2 separate regions of the Mus musculus genome follow, and region 2 is linked to region 1. The links are chromatin contacts, called in public Hi-C maps. All regions are on one chromosome and are shown on one strand. The core of a region is the stretch at or near the end of the contact, and the rest is flanking DNA. Distances in the headings are between cores, read along the strand shown. Region 1 overlaps Gtf2i (general transcription factor II I). Region 2 overlaps Clip2 (CAP-GLY domain containing linker protein 2).

Evidence for each region. Hi-C and Micro-C count contacts between places; a contact is called where the count stands out from the background.
Region 2: a contact with region 1 is called in a Hi-C map of induced pluripotent stem cells, with 2.3 times the contacts expected there. The contact joins two enhancer-like sites. A contact is called at or near these places in 5 of 484 Hi-C or Micro-C datasets (B cells, embryonic stem cells, induced pluripotent stem cells and 2 more), 3 of 115 datasets of contacts at active chromatin or transcription factors (embryonic stem cells, memory CD8 T cells and regulatory T cell precursor) and 3 of 9 other capture datasets (adipose tissue, liver and pancreatic islet).

Annotation. Positions count from the first base shown.
Region 1 is chr5:134,288,748-134,296,452 of GRCm38.p6, forward strand. Gtf2i (general transcription factor II I) reads right to left here. Exons shown (of 34, transcript NM_010365.4): 2 at 6,763-6,866; 3 at 5,000-5,138; 4 at 540-674. The coding sequence starts at 6,861. Among named protein-coding and RNA genes, the nearest start is that of Gtf2i, 22 kb to the right of the region's middle. Within about 2 kb of position 4,239, at least 5 of the 459 cell types and tissues checked have an H3K27ac peak or open chromatin away from gene starts, as enhancers often do. A contact at or near this core is called in induced pluripotent stem cells, where this site is marked.
Region 2 is chr5:134,482,777-134,490,481 of GRCm38.p6, forward strand. It overlaps Clip2 (CAP-GLY domain containing linker protein 2), which reads right to left. Exons shown (of 17, transcript NM_009990.3): 17 at 6,607-7,705. Among named protein-coding and RNA genes, the nearest start is that of Gtf2ird1, 30 kb to the left of the region's middle. Within about 2 kb of position 3,370, at least 16 of the 459 cell types and tissues checked have an H3K27ac peak or open chromatin away from gene starts, as enhancers often do. A contact at or near this core is called in induced pluripotent stem cells, where this site is marked.

The DNA of each region.
Region 1 (7,705 bases), core at 2,989-5,488:
ACACACACACACACACACACACACACACACACACACACACGCTAGAATTTGTTGTTGTTTTTCTTATCTTCTGAGATAAGCTCTTACTATGCAGACCAGATTGGCCTGAAACTCAGAGAGATCTACTCACATGCCACCATACCTACCCACTAATGGTAACAATAATTAATTAAGTTAATTAATTACATTGTACTTATTTCTGAGTTCTTTGACTTAATTCCTTAAATTTACAAATTTACCTATTCAATTTGTAAAACAGTATGACTGTCAAATCATTTATAAAATCTATACATTTAGGAAACATACAATGACCAGGGCCTGCCCAGTGGGAGAGACTCTGTTCACAGAACAACCAGTTCAATTCCCAGAACCCACACAAGCAGGAAGGTGACCCAACTCCACAAAGTTCTCCTGACCTTCACACAAAAGCTCTCGAGTCTACAAATACATACGTGTATTCATACAAACACAATTTTGTAGAGAAGAAAATGCCAGTTTATAAGGTATTTTTCTCCAATTTTAAAGTGCTGTGTTTTTACCATAGCAAAAACAGAAATAGTCCTCCACCGTTTTTCTGAGTGTTTCAATTTCTACAGCATCCACACTCATCCGATTGGCCTGGGTGGTAGATTTCATCTTATGCATCTCGGCGGCCTTTTCTTCTTCTTCAACACCTGTAAAACAGTTAGTGAGACCAAGGCTAAGATCCGCCACCCACCGTGCTTCTCTGTTGCTACAATAAACACCTTTATGGCAGGAGAGAATGTACTGGCTCTGGTGACCGACAGCCCATCCCCAAGGCAGGCCACAGCAGAGACCATGGAGGAGCAGGGCTTACCCACAGTGGGCTGAGCCCTCCCATATTAAGCATCCATCAAGAAAATGCCCCACAGACATGGCCACAGGCCATCTGCTGGGGGCAATTATGCAGTGGAGGGTCCTTCTTCCTAGAGAGCTGGCTGGTCAGTACCAAGATGGCACAAACGAGCCAACCAGCACCATTTACTGCTTGGCCTTTAGTAAGGATACTTTTCTATGTTTCTCCTCCAGCCTTCCTCCCCTTCTGCCACGCTAATCGCCCAGCTTCCCTCAAACTCCAATCTAGCCACCTCTGGTCTTGAACTCTCAGGAGTCCTTTGCCTTATATACAGGCATGACCCACCCCGCCCAGACACTATAAATCTAACAAATTTGTTACAAAATCTCAAGGGGAAAAGGAATAAGGGAACTTTTTAACAATAAACACTTAGCGAGGAGAGACACTTACACCTGCAGTCCCAGCACTGGGGAGGGAGAGCCGGGAAGATCAGGGATTGGAGGTCAGGGGCTGGAGAGACTGTGCAACAGCTAAGAGCGCTGCCAGCACCCACGGGAAGCCCAAGACTCTCGGAATTCCCATTCCAAAGAATTCACTGCCCTCTTCTGACCTCTGTGGGCAGTGCACACATGTGGTCCATAGACACATGGGGAGACACAAAAACTCACATACATAAAATAAAAATAAATCTTAAAAAAAAAAAAAGGCGGTTTGGCGGTCATCCAGGGGTGCCACAGGAGACTGTAGCTCAAGACACCAGGGCTAGGCATGAAGCTCAGCTGTGCTTGCCAATCATGCACGGAGCTCGGGGTTCAACCTCCGGGGGACTGAGAACTCAGGGTCCTCCTTTGCTGCAAAGCAAGTCTGAGGTCACATGAGACCCTGTCTGCATAAATAAATGAACTAACATATAACCAGGGTTTAAATTTTACCAGAAAAAAAAAAATCAAGATACCAAGATTGTAAGTATGGACACGGGTGGATTGCGGCATCCTTTCTGTCCTAGGGATTGGACGCAGAATTCCATGCATACTACCCAGGTGCCCTAGCACTGAGACACTGCCAGCCCCAACCCCAGAAGGACTAAAAATGCTCTGGAGGCCAAGATGGCAGGAACAGAGTTCAAAGCCTGCACAATGAGACTGGCTAAAGAGGTAAGAAGGAACAGTAGGGAATTAAATGAATTAACTAAACAAGGCTATCTGCGAGCACTGCTGACCCTCGGGCCCCTCACGCTTGGATCTTACAGACAGGTTTTATGGTTTTGCTTTGTCTGAGTGTGATTTAGCGTAGACGCAGTGGCTGCTGCTGCCCTGGCCTTGGCACAGCACCATTCGCATGCATCCCCTGACCTTATCCACAGGGCTGATGTATTTACTGATACAACACTGTAGCACATAACACATAGCTCTCTAATGCCTGGGCATGGTAGCTCGTGCCTCTAACCCTGGGGAGATTGGGCTACCCTGGTCTACAGGGTCAGTTCCAGGCCAGCCAGGGATACACAGAGAGACCTCACAAATCAAACAAAAAACCCTTCTACCTTCTCTCTGGTGTTCTAACCCTAACCCTAACCTTATAAAAGTTAAAGATTCTGAGAGGAAAGCTTATCAATCCCTGTTCCCAGTTCAAGACGCAGCAGCTGATGAGACTCCCCTGGGAAAACCTATCCCAGGTATAAGGAGCACAGTCAGCCGTGGGTCCAGCCGGCTGGCACTGGACTCCATGGCAAATCTCCTATTTGGCACAACCCACTAGGTTCAGTTTTCCTGAGGAGCAATGCCTTTAGTGTATCTGTTACTTACACACATTCAAAACATAAAGATGGCTACACCACTCTAAGTTCCAAATAAAGAGGGCCTTGGTGTTCTCTGAGCTTTCCCTGGGAACATGCCGAGCGGGCACCACAGTTTAACCGCAGGCACACAGGTATTACTGACTCATCGGCTATGTAGCTGGGCTTCCACGGTTCTTTATTAAGGCAGCACCACAGAACATCTTCCAAACCCATCAGCTGTATCGGACCCATAAAAGAGCATCCTCGCTGGGCTTGCTGACCGTATATTTGTAAGCGTGATTTGTCTCACAAGATGGCTCCAGGTATGCAAGTTCTATCAGGTATGCAAAAGGTCAAAGTTCAAAACACTGATAACTTCTGCTTAAATCAAGGAATTATTGGTCTACTCTCAGTAACTATTACAAGGACTGGCTCACAGGAGCAAAGCTTATCTGCTTCCTTTTGTCCAAGCTTTATCTAACTATGGCACAGTGGTTACAAGAACCAGATGGGCGTAAGTGACCTTCTAGGCGTCAGAGGCTATGCTAATTCTGTCAGAGAGATCAAAAGAGAGAACATTTCCCTCTTGCCTTCCACGGCTAAGGAGGTCCCCAGGACTAGGGCATCTCTCAAAATGTCCGATAACTGTGGGGAGTCACAGCTGGGGTTGGGGGCATGGCTCACGCCTTCGACTCAGAAGGCAAGGGCAGGTAAATCTCTGTGAGTTCAAGGCCAGCCTGGTCTACAGAGTGAGTTCCAGGACAAACAAGGCTACAACAGGAAAAACCCTGTCTCAAAATAACAATGAGTGAATGAATGAGCAAATATGTATATACTGTCCTCTTGTTCAGAGAGGCCACAGAGACCCCACCAGGTGACTCTAACCAGTGTCTAGCTTACAAAGAAGAGGGTCAATACAGAGGAAAATGTCCCATGATTTCTTTTTTTTTATTATTTTATTTTATTTATTTTATTTATTTATTTTTTTCGAGACAGGGTTTCTCTATATAGCCCTGGCTGTCCTGGAGCTCACTTTGTAGACCAGGCTGGCCTCGAACTCAGAAATCCGCCTGCCTCTGCCTCCCAAGTGCTGGGATTAAAGGCGTGCGCCACCACCCCTGGCTGTCCCATGATTTCATGCCAAGCCATGATCAAGTACGGCCTTTGAGACAGACATTTCTTGAGCCCATAGGAGCCCTGAGGACCAGATCCTTAGGTGGTGGCCTTTGAAGTAAAACCATGAAGTGGTAGCTCTGGCCCACGAAGGAAAGCAGAGGCTTGGAGGATGGCTGGCGCGTTTCTTTAACAGTTTAAGGGTCCCACTCCCTGGGCATTAGGCTTTAGTCCATGTGAGCTATTATTTAGGCAACTATTCCTCTCTAGTGATTTTCTTCTTGATAAGAAAAATGCTACTCAGATAACAGGACATCATGACCACAGCCCAATTCAACATCGCAGTGCCTACCTGCAGGCCAAAGACAGAGGCCTGCTTCTGTTTGCAAACGGAGAACTGTCTTCCCTCTCCTGCTGGAGAGGCTGTCTATACCCTGCGGCGCTAGCCACTCCAACAGTTACCGGAGTGCAGGAAACCAGGCCCGGGACTCATCACTCAGACTGACTGCTCATGGCATACGGGACTTTCCTGGGAACAATCACCCAGCTGGGCTATTGTAGTAGCCTCGAGCATTCTCTTCTCCACTACATTTCTATAGCTGGTCCTGAAGATGGAGCCCTTGAAACCGCCATCTTTGTGGTGCCTACCACAATGTTGCCATAGCACCCTGAACCAGCCCCGGGAGCCATGTCATGAGAGTGCTCTTTCTCTTGGACCTGTACACAGAGAATACACCATGAAGCAGCTAGAGGTCATCACCTGCCCCTAACAGCAGGGAGGGAGAAATAAAGAAAGGCTAAAGGACCACAGGTGAGCAGGCCCTGAGATGCTGGCTTCTTGTTCCCAGAAAACCTCCAAGAGAAACAGCAGGAAGGTTCGGAGGCTGGTGTCTAACCAGGACCAGTAGGGGCAAGGGGAGACCAAATTGCCCTATAAAAACCCCAAGCCAGTGTTCCTTTAACAAGCCTGGAGCCTCGTGGTTCTCACAGCCTGAGTCCCTGCAACTTGGTCTTTTGTCTTACAAAGTTGTTCAGTTCCTTGTGTCCTCACAGACAGCCCCCACCAGCACCCAGCTCACACCTCCTCCTACATGACCAAGTCAGTGACTTGTCTTGACCCACTTCCCCACTCCCACAAATACACACGTCACATCCTCTGTCTTTTTCAGGTGTAATTCATTCTTAGGAAGCTTGAGATGCCGTATCTAAAAATAATTGTATTTAAAATTTGCAAACTACAAAAATAAAATAAAATAAAATAAAATAAATAACAATAAAAACACTGCACTTACAATACTTCACAAAGTCTTTTTGGAAATCTTTTCTGGTATTGACAAAAGCACGCCCTCTTTCGGTTCCAACAACAAACACGTCGGTCTCATACACAGCAATGCAGGCCACCTCAGCCTTGGACTTGGCCAGCTCTTTACACTGAAACAAAACCAGACAACATTACACTATGTATAGCGATTTAAAAGCACTGATTCTTTCTAGATAAATCTAAAAACCTAACACTTAAAAAGTGTCTTAATGCCGGGCGTGGTGGCGCACGCCTTTAATCCCAGCCCTCGGGAGGCAGAGGCAGGCGGACTTCTGAGTTTGAGGCCAGCCTGGTCTACAGAGTGAGTTCCAGGACAGCCAGGGCTACACAGAGAAACCCTGTCTCGAAAAACCAAAAAAAAAAAAAAGCGTCTTAATATATAATCAGGACGCAAGTGTCATTCACATCTTTTTGGGTTTTTTTGTTTGTTTGTTTTTTGAGACAGGGTTTCTCTGTGTAGCCCTGGCTGTCCTGGAACTCACTTTGTAGAACAGGCTGGCCTCGAACTCAGAAATCCGCCTGCCTCTGCCTCTCTGCCTCTCTCTCTGCCTCTCTGCCTCTGCCTCCCGAGTGCTGGGATTAAAGGCGTGTTTCTGTACCAGTGATGACAGATTTTTTTTTTGGTCATTTACATCTTTAAATTAAGTGAAAGTAGATGCTGTACCTAGTTCTAAAGGGGCTGGGGGGTCAAACAAAATCAAAACAACAAAAACAACGTACAGGAAGAATGAAAGTGCTGGGCGGTAGTGGTGCACGCCTTTAATCCCAGCACTCAGGAGGCAGAGGCAGGAGGATTTCTGAGTTCAAGGCCAGCCTGGTCTACAAAGTGAGTTCCAGGACAGCCGGGGCTATACAGAGAAACCCTGTCTCAAAAAAACAAAACAAACAAACAAAAAAAAAAAACCAAAAAACAAAAAAAAAGAATGAAAGCAAGAACATACACACAAGGTAAGATTCCTCAAGATACAAACTCAGATTTGCAGACGTGCACTTTGTGAGGCCTTAGGGAGGGCAGCGTCCCAAGGGTCAGCCGCCTCTGCTGCCAGGAAGAGCTGGCAGGGGAGGGGTGCTGTATCGGGGAAGTCTGAAACTGTAGTCGTAGTGAGGCACTGCTAGGTGGTCTAGGAGCCCGAGGAACTAGTGCCACCACCTGAGAGCAGATCTGAAGCCCACTCATAAGGCAATTCCATGCCTAAGTGTTTGGCTTCTTTGGAGTTTTTTTTTTTTTTTTTTGGTATATTAAGACAGGGTCTCATTATATAGCCCAAAGTGTGCTAGAATACTAAAAAGACCCTCCTACCTCTGACTGACTTTACGAAAGCTTTCTGATGGAATTAAACCTCCTGAAGAACCTGAGGGCTGGGGATGTGCAGGGTGCAGAGCACAATGCTGGACCACGCCTGGCCTGAGTCCCAGCACAGAGACGTTCTATGAAACCTGGTTGGAAAGTATTGACTCCAAAGCTGAAACCTTGGGACTGCGAGGATGCAGCTCAGTTACAAGAGTGCTTGCCTGCTGTAATCCTAACATTTTGGAGACCGAGACAAAAAGGATCAGACAGTGCAGGTCAGATGGCCTCAAAATAATAATAGGCCCCAGGGAGACAGTGGTAGAGCGCTGGCCTACCACACGAGACACAGCGATGGCTCAATCCCAGCATCTAAGAAAGGAGTAATAATTAATCCGTTTAGTTACTGTTTCACAGAAACCACTGGCAGAGCCACAGAATCTCACCATGGACTCCAGGGCAGACATGAGGAAGGTCACCACCATCCTGCTCTCTGAAGACTCTTCATCTTCGGCAGGCAAGGCAGACATCACTACTTGGGCCATGATTCCTGCACGAGGAAAACACAGGGAGGTGAATGTAGAAGACCCACCATGGCCAGTGCTCTATGCGTCCCGGCCCACGTCATTTATAGTTTCATAGCTTTCTTTAAGATATGTGCTCAACTTCCCGTGGCGTGTCATTTCTGTAAAATTAGCTCAGCATCACACCCCAACTAAACCCAGATGGCACCCAGACCCAGTGACATCCTCTCCAGGGAGAGCAGCCACACTTCGTGATCCAATTCACAGGCAAGCCACAAACTTCTGCCTCTCCCCTGTGTGCACCCACAGAAAGAGCAGGTGGCGTTACTGTGGCCGAGCCAAGCTTCTTCTCTAAGGAAGAGGCTGCAGGGCCCTGGGTAGTACCTATGAATCCTAACACACACTCTCTTCAGGCATAGTTTTTGGTTCTATGGTATCAACAAGACGGCACATAGGAATTTCAAACAACAAAAACGTAAGATAGTAACAGCTAGAAAAGATGTGGAGAGAATTGGAAAGCTTCAAACTGCTGCACTGCTGCTTTGGATAATTCCTTAAAACAAAATTAAACTCAAAAGAGAATTATGCAGTCCAGCCACTGCACTTCTGGGACTGCAATATGATTTGTGCTCTCAGATTCATGGCATTCTAACAGTCTAACGGTGGCCGGAATTAGCAAAATGTGAGCTATGCATGTAATGAACATCACTGCGTCTTTACAAGCAGGACATTGGGCTGGAGACGTGGCTCTGCTGCGAGAGTGCTTTCCTGACCAGAATGAAGGCCTGGGTTCCAGCCCGTCTTGTGCACACCTGTGGTCCCACCACTAAGAGGCAGGGGCAGGAGGTTCAATGACATCCTTGGA
Region 2 (7,705 bases), core at 2,120-4,619, 190 kb after region 1:
GGAGCCAGCCCAGGGAGAGAGACTGCCATGTTTGTTTTCTAAACATGATAGAAGCTTAAAAGGTAGGAGGACTGAGAAAAACCTGTCTCAGAAGAAGAAAGCATCCAGCCCAGAGCTAGAAGATTCTAGAAAAAAAAATGGCCAGAGAAGCCAGGTGTGATGGTATACACCTGTCATCTCAGCACTTGGGAGGTAGAGGCAGAAGGATCAAAAATTTCAGGTTATTCTCGGAGTTGAGGCCGGTTTGGATGAGTGAGACCCTGTCTCAAAACAAACAATGAAACAGCAAGAGAGAGAGAGAGAGAGAGAGTGCTAGACACACAAACACACAGACAGACAGAAAGAGAGAGAGACAGACACACAGAGAGAAAGGGACAGATAGATACACAGATACAGAGAGAAAGAGACAGACAACAGAGAGCCAGACACAGACACACAGAGACAACAGATACAGACAGACACAGTGAAAGAGAGAGACAGATACACAGAGAGATAAATAGATGATAGATATATAGATATATAGATCTATCTATCTACCTATCTATCTATGTATATATATTGATAGATAGATAGATAGATAGATAGATAGATAGATAGATAGATAGATAGATAGATAGATAGACAGGCAGACAGATGAGAGATCTGATACCTCTTCAGTAAACAAACCATGTGCAGGCGGTCCTGGCCTGGGACATGGCAGCCCTGCAGGCAGTGGTCAGGGCATTGCCTGTGGACATGAACTTGGTGTTGCACAGGAAAAAATCTGAGACACAGAGGCTTTGCCAAGTGGGCAAGAAGAACACTGCAGAAATTTTCTGAGTGTGTACATGTGTACATATATGTGTGTATGCTTGGGTGCCCCTGTGTATGGATGTGTATGAGTGCACAGGCAATGTATGTGGGTGTATATATATATATATATATATATATATATATATGCACATGTGTGCCTGTACAACATGTAGCACTGTATGACTATGGCTGTGAATATACCTGTAGATATGACTGTCCACTTGTGCTTGTGCAAGAGCATGTGTTTATGTGCATACAAGGTGTTTGTGTGTATATGCATATATACATATATGCATGTTTGGCTTGTATATATGTGGTATGTGTGCTTGAGTATATATGCACACACACATATATGTGTGTGTGTGTGTGTGTATAGTACAGGTGTGTCTATGAGTATCCATGTATGTATGTATATTGTATAGGCATATTTTTCTGTGTGAGCTGTGTGGATATGTGCTATTAATGTGTATATTTATGTTTACATGTATATGCAATGGGTGTGCAAGTGTAGATATGTGTACATGTTTTTTTTGTTTTGTTTTGTTTTGTTTTTGAGACAGGGTTCTCTGTGTAGCCCTAGCTGTCCTGGAACTCACTCTGTAGACCAGGTTGGCCTCAAAGTCAGAAATCTGCCTGCCTCTGCCTCTGCCTCTGCCTCTGGAGTGCTGGGATTAAAGGAGTACGCCACCACTGCCCGGCTTTTTTTGTTTTGTTTTGTTTTTTTTATGTGTACATAAACAATATATGTTAATATATGTGTATGCATGTATTAGTCAGTGTTCTCTGCTCCAGCTACGTTAACACTGCTAGATATGAAAGGAAAGTTCAAGAATCCAGTAGTTTCTCAGTCCATGAAGCTGGAAGTCTCAGCTGGTCTTTGCTGTACACTGCAATCCTGAAGAAGCAATCTCTAATGCCAGTGAAGGAATGGGAGAGCTAACAAGGCAAGAGCAAACAGAGAAAGCAAAAGCTTCCTTTTCCTCCTCCTTCTGGGTCCTTAGATAGGCTTTGAGCAGAAGGTGTGGCCCAGATTAAAGGATATTTTTCCCCCAACTCAAGTGATGATCTGGATTAAAGGTGTGTCTGCCTGCTTCACGATCCAAATTAAAGGTGTGTCTTTTTCAATTTCCAATTAAGCAAAAATCCCTTACAAGTGTGCCCTACATTGTGGGGTTTTAGTTAATTCCAGATGTAGTCAAGTTGACAATCAAAAATAGCAACTGCAATGCATGTGTATATAAAGTAAGTGTATGTATAGATACACATGTGCACACATGGATGCTTATACACATATGTGTGTAGTATTGTGTGGATGACTGTATGTGTATACATGTGAATATTCTGGTATGTGTATGTGTGTGTGGATAATTATGAGTGTATGTGCTCATATATCAGTGGACGTCCATATGTGCCTATGTAGTTGTATGTGTACAACATAGTGAGTGAGTGAGGCATGTGCTTACATGAAAAGGCTTCTCTGGAGGATAAGGTTTGAGCTAGAAACTCAGGACCAGGCCAGAGTGGACAGTGGTTCAGAAAGGTTAGCATAGATTAAAGGGGTGTCCTAAAGGTTAGCATAGGTTAAAGGGGTGTCCTAATTTGCTTTCTGTTGCAACAAAACACTGACCAAAATCAAATTGGGGAGGAAAGGGTTTATTTGACTTACAAGTTACAGTCTATCCACCTGTCCACCCATCCATCCATATTTGATTCAGGGCAGGAATCAAAGCAGGGGCCATGGAGGGATGCTGCTTACTGGTCCTTGCCTTGCTCGGCTACCTGCCTAGGAATGGTACCTCCCACAGTGGGCTGGACCCTTGCCCATCAATCATCAACTAAGAACACGCCCCCTAGACCTGCCAGTCTAGGAGGCAATTCCTCAACTGAGGTCCCCTCTTCCCAGGTGTGTCTAGTTGGCAACTGGAGCTTTGACGGGGGTTAGGGGGGTGAAGAACAGAAGGTGGTGGATGCAGCATAGAGCAGGCATGTGGACTGAGTGAGGGCAAAAGGGAGATGCGCCCGATTTGCGAAACAGTCTGGGAAATCCAGTGTGAAGTGGTCCAGTAGGGCAGGGGGAAAGGCAGCTGCTGAGCCACGGAAGGGGCTTTGAGGGTGACTCTGAGGGCAGCATAGGGGACAGCTAGTTCTTCCCTCTGTTGTCACTTGAGAGAAAGGTTCCAGACAAGAGCCAGAACTATGCGTTCTCAATTCAGCAAGGACCCCAGCAAAGGCATGTTGAGTCACTCAACGGCAGACAAGGATCTGGGTATAGGAAGGGGGATCCGAGTCCAGGGACATGAAATCCTACCTAAAGGGTTCCTGGAAATGAATTGAATGTCCCCTTTCTAGCTGGCTTCTGTTGCTAAGATGGATAGGTGGACAGATGGATAGCCACATAGGAGTCTGAACCAAGCCTGGTGGCTTCTTGGGACCACCCCACCAGGGAACTATAGGGCCGGGAGGGAGATACTTTGTGCCTTTCCTGTGCAGGCTTGCCAGTCAGGTTCTATGCCTTTTAAGTGCCATAGAGATGACCGGAAGGTGCAGCAGCTGAGGGCGACACCTTGTGGTGAGTTCTGTGCATTACAGGAGGGACTATAAATATACATGCATACCTTATATGTATGTCATCTCCCACTGTGTCCTCTTCACTGCCCCAACTCACCTTTCTCTTTCTGCCCTGTTTTTTCTTTCTTCTCTTCTCCAATCTCCTCTTTTTTTTCTCCCTTCCTCTCTCTCCCCGACCTCTTCCCTGTCTCCTCCCACTCTACCTATCCTCCCTCTCTTCCTCCCCCTCCTTCACGCCCCCCAGGCCGTCTTTAAATTTACTGTGTAAGCTGGTGCTAAGACCAGGCTGTGGCCTGCTGTAAGTTACTCTATATTGACTAAAACTGCCTTTTTTTCAGGTTGTGTCTTGCCCCCAGGAGTCTCTATTTTGGGGTGGAGGATGACGGCTCCCGCCCAAACGGATCTGCAGACACCATCATTCACGTAGCACAGACTAGTATGTGACTTATTCCTGGGCGTAGAAAGCTGGGTGCAGTGGCACATGCCTTTAATCCCAGCACTCAGGGGGCAGAGGCAGGCGAATTTCCGAGTTCGAGGGTAGCCTGGTCTACAGAATGAGTTCCAGGACAGACAGGGCTACACAGAGAAACCATGTCTCGAGAAACCAAAAAACAAAACAAAACAAAACAGAAAAAAAAAGAGTGACATCCAGGACAATCAAGGGACACACAATGAGACCCTGCCTCAATAAGCAAAAATAAATAAACAAATAAAATTTAATAAGGGTGCCACCCTTCAGGACAAATTGAGACTCTAGGGGCATATGGGTGATTGAAAATATTAGACACACCAAAGAAAGAGTGTAACCCCCTCACCTGGAGCCCTTAAAGTGACGAAGCAGTGGCCCCCACACCTTCTTGTCATCTGACACTCAGTGTGCGAATGAAGGACCAATATACAGAACACTCCAGGCTGCCTCTGGGGTCTCAGCACAGCGTGGTCCCTGGACTAAGAAAAACACTGAGTGCTGTAAGCCAGATTTAATAAAGCATCCTAGAAGCAGAACAGTTATCTGAGAGCTGTAGCCTATGCCCAACTTCAGAGGTTTCACAGGGGAACAATATTAGCAACCGGAGTAAGGGGTTTTTTTAGATTTTAAAATTTTTTTAAAGATTTATTTATTTATTATATGTAAGTACACTGCAGCTGTCTTCAGACACCCCAGAAGAGGGAGCCAGATCTCATTATGGATGGTTGTGAGCCACCATGTGGTTGCTGGGATTTGAACTTGGGACCTTTAGAAGGCCAGTCAGTGCTCTTAACCACTGAGCCATCTCTCCAGCCCCTTAGATTTATTTATGTATTTATTTTATGTATATGAGTACACCATAGCTATACAGATGGTTGTAAGCCTTCATGTGGTTGTTGGGAATTGAATTTCAGGACCTCTGCTCACTCTGGTCAGTCATGCTCGCTCAGTCCCTGCTCGCTCTGACCCAGAGATTTATTTATTATTATACATAAGTACACTGTAGCTGTCTTCAGACGCACCAGAAGAGGGTGTCAGATCTCATGATGGGTGGTTGCTGGGATTTGAACTCAGGATCTTCGGAAGAGCAGTCAGTGCTCTTACCCGCTGAGCCATCTCGCCAGCCCCCTAAGGCATCATTTTAGCCAAGACTGTGGCTGCTTTTTCCTAAGAATCTGCCTGAGACCAAACTGAAGAGTTTCGTTTTTGGTTTTGGAAGACAGAGTTTCTCTGTGTAGCCCTGGTTGGCCTGGAACTCACTCTGTAAACCAGGCTGGCCTCGGACTCAAGAGATCTTCCTGCCTTTATCTCCTGAATAATGGATTCAAGATGTGTGCCACCATGCTTAGCTTAAATTGAAGAGTTCGGGATTTTGTTGTCAGAGGACATTTTAAGACAGCCTAATGGCGACTCTTTCTTGTGGTTATTAATGATCACTCTAATGCATTGGGATTGTTATCTAGAAGGCAAACATAAGGGCAGGTTTCTGGGTACCAGGAACTACCCTTAGTCCTTCAGGAACCTCCCATAGCCTTCCACCAAGGTCAACTACCTCGGAAAGGGCACCTAGTTCCTGGTGACTCCCAGCAGCCTGTGTCGGCTCAGACCCCCACCCTGCTGCGTCTCATTCTGCTCACTCTCCCACTCTCGCTTCTCACTCTGCCTCCCGACCCCTCCCAGAGACAGCTTTGGCAGTTTGCTCCGCAATAAATCTTTCCACCCACGGAGAGGTCTAGTTTAGCAATTTCTCTGCACCGTCGCTTATAGGACATATATAATTACGTTTTACAGCAGGTTACAATTAAGAGATTGCCTTGAAGTCTCAAGAGAGCCCTGTGAACAGTGTTGGAATGAATTCATTTTGAATTATGATATGGCTACAAGCTTACAGGGGCCAGGGAGCAGAATGTGGTGGGTTCTAATGTAAATGGCCCCTGTAGGGTCATGTTTGAATCTTTGGTCCCCAGTTGGTGGAACTGTTTGGGAACAATTAGGAGGTATATAGCCTGTTGGAGGAGGTGTCATTGGGCTTTGAAGTTTCAAAAGCCTAAGCCCTTCCCAGTTAGCTCTTGCTTTCTGCCTTGTGTCTGTAGATCAGATGCAAACTCTCAGCTACTACTCCAGCACCATGCCTGCCTGCCTGCAGCCGTGCCCCTCACCATGATGGTCACGGATCGTGCTTGGAAACTGTAAGCCTTATTAAGTGCATTATTCTGTAAGTTGCCTTGGTCATGGTATTCTGTCACAGCAGAGGAGTAAACCAGGACAGGACCTCAACTGAGAAGATGAAGCCCTTTCCTCCCCAAGTTGCTTTTGGTCATTGCCAGTAATAGATATGTATGACACAGGCCAGACAGTGGTGGCGTATGCACTCAGGAGGCAGAGGCAGGAGGATTTCTAAGTTCGAGGCCAGCCTGGTCTACAGAGTGAGTTCCAGGACAGCCAGGGCTACACAGAGAAACCCTATCTCTGTGTAGAAAAAAAAAAAAATGTATGACATCCAGAGTTTAGAAATATGCTTTGTGTGCGCACGTGCGCGTGAACATGCATGTACACTTAGGTACATGTGTGCACATGTGGAAGTCCAATGACAAACTCAGGTGTTAATCCTTAGGACATAGTCCATCTCCTTTAAATCCAGCCCCTCTAAAGCACACCCCTCCCCTACCTCCACTGACCAGTCACATTTGAGTAGAAATGAGCTGGCACCGGAGAACAAAGTTAGGACCCCCTCCTGTCCCTAAGGTGCCCAAGACAGAAGCAGGCAGCAGCAGGAGTCCTGAACCTCAATCACAAGCTTTATTGTCCGAACATGGACTTGCCACACTTCCACAATTCCACTGGGGGGAGAGGGAGGGGGAGGGGGAGCGGAGGGAGGGCGGGGATGGCTGAGCCACAGCTGGGTGGCCACACCAGGTAGGCTGAGGGGGCCATCAAAGGCCAGTGCTTATGGGGAAATGGCTTCTTGCACACCTACCAGGTGCAAGCCCACTCCAGGGTGGGGCTCAGCCCCTTCTGGTCCCTTCCGTGGGAGCCTTTGGCTGTTAATTCCTAATCCGTGAGCTGCCCGATTGTGCTGGAAAGAGCAAGATTTGGCTCTGCAGACGGGCCACTAAAGCGTCAGTTCTAGGCTGCTGTTGTTAATGGCAAGTGCTACCCAAAAGCCAACAGGAAGCAGGGGGTTGGGCTGAGGGGCTGCTAAGTCAGCTCCTCCCTAAGGACGAGAGCGTGAGCGCCACCTTCTGGTGCCTAGTGGCGCTCACACAGGCCACCTGGGCCATCCTTAGGATTTACCACTGTGGTCCTGCCCTGGGAAGATGGAAGCAGGGCTCTCTCTGGGTTGCTGGGGTCTTTAGAGTAACATGGCAGGGGTTCCCAGAAAGAAAGGGAACCAGTTTGATTCCTCTCACCCAGCAAAACGCTGTAGGAATGCTTTGTTTAAGGAATTTTCTACCTGTTCTTGGTTCTAAGCCCCAAGCCAGTCCCAGCTCAAGGTAAAGGTAAGAAGCGTGGGTTCGCGTGCTCGCTGAATACTGAAGCTGTCTGCTCAGTGCCTTCCGGGCAGCAGATGGGAGGTGGGTAACGCATACTAGCTTGGTGTCGAGGACTAAGGAGCCTGTCACCCCCAAATCTTCCCTGACTAGAGGGGCCTAAGCGACCTTGTACCAATGTGTAGGAGGGGCTCAATGCGTGGAGTCAAGCATTCCCTCCCTAGTTTCTGAAGCCCTTCTTGGTGTGTTCTGTGTCCAAGCAGGGGCCCTGCTCCATCCCTCAGGGGCCTGCGGGGGACCTGGGGACACAGAAGGGAAGGGAGGCGGGGAAGTCCCCAGGTGTCCAGACAAGCCGCAGCAGCAGCCTGCTATAGTCAAGAGAGGC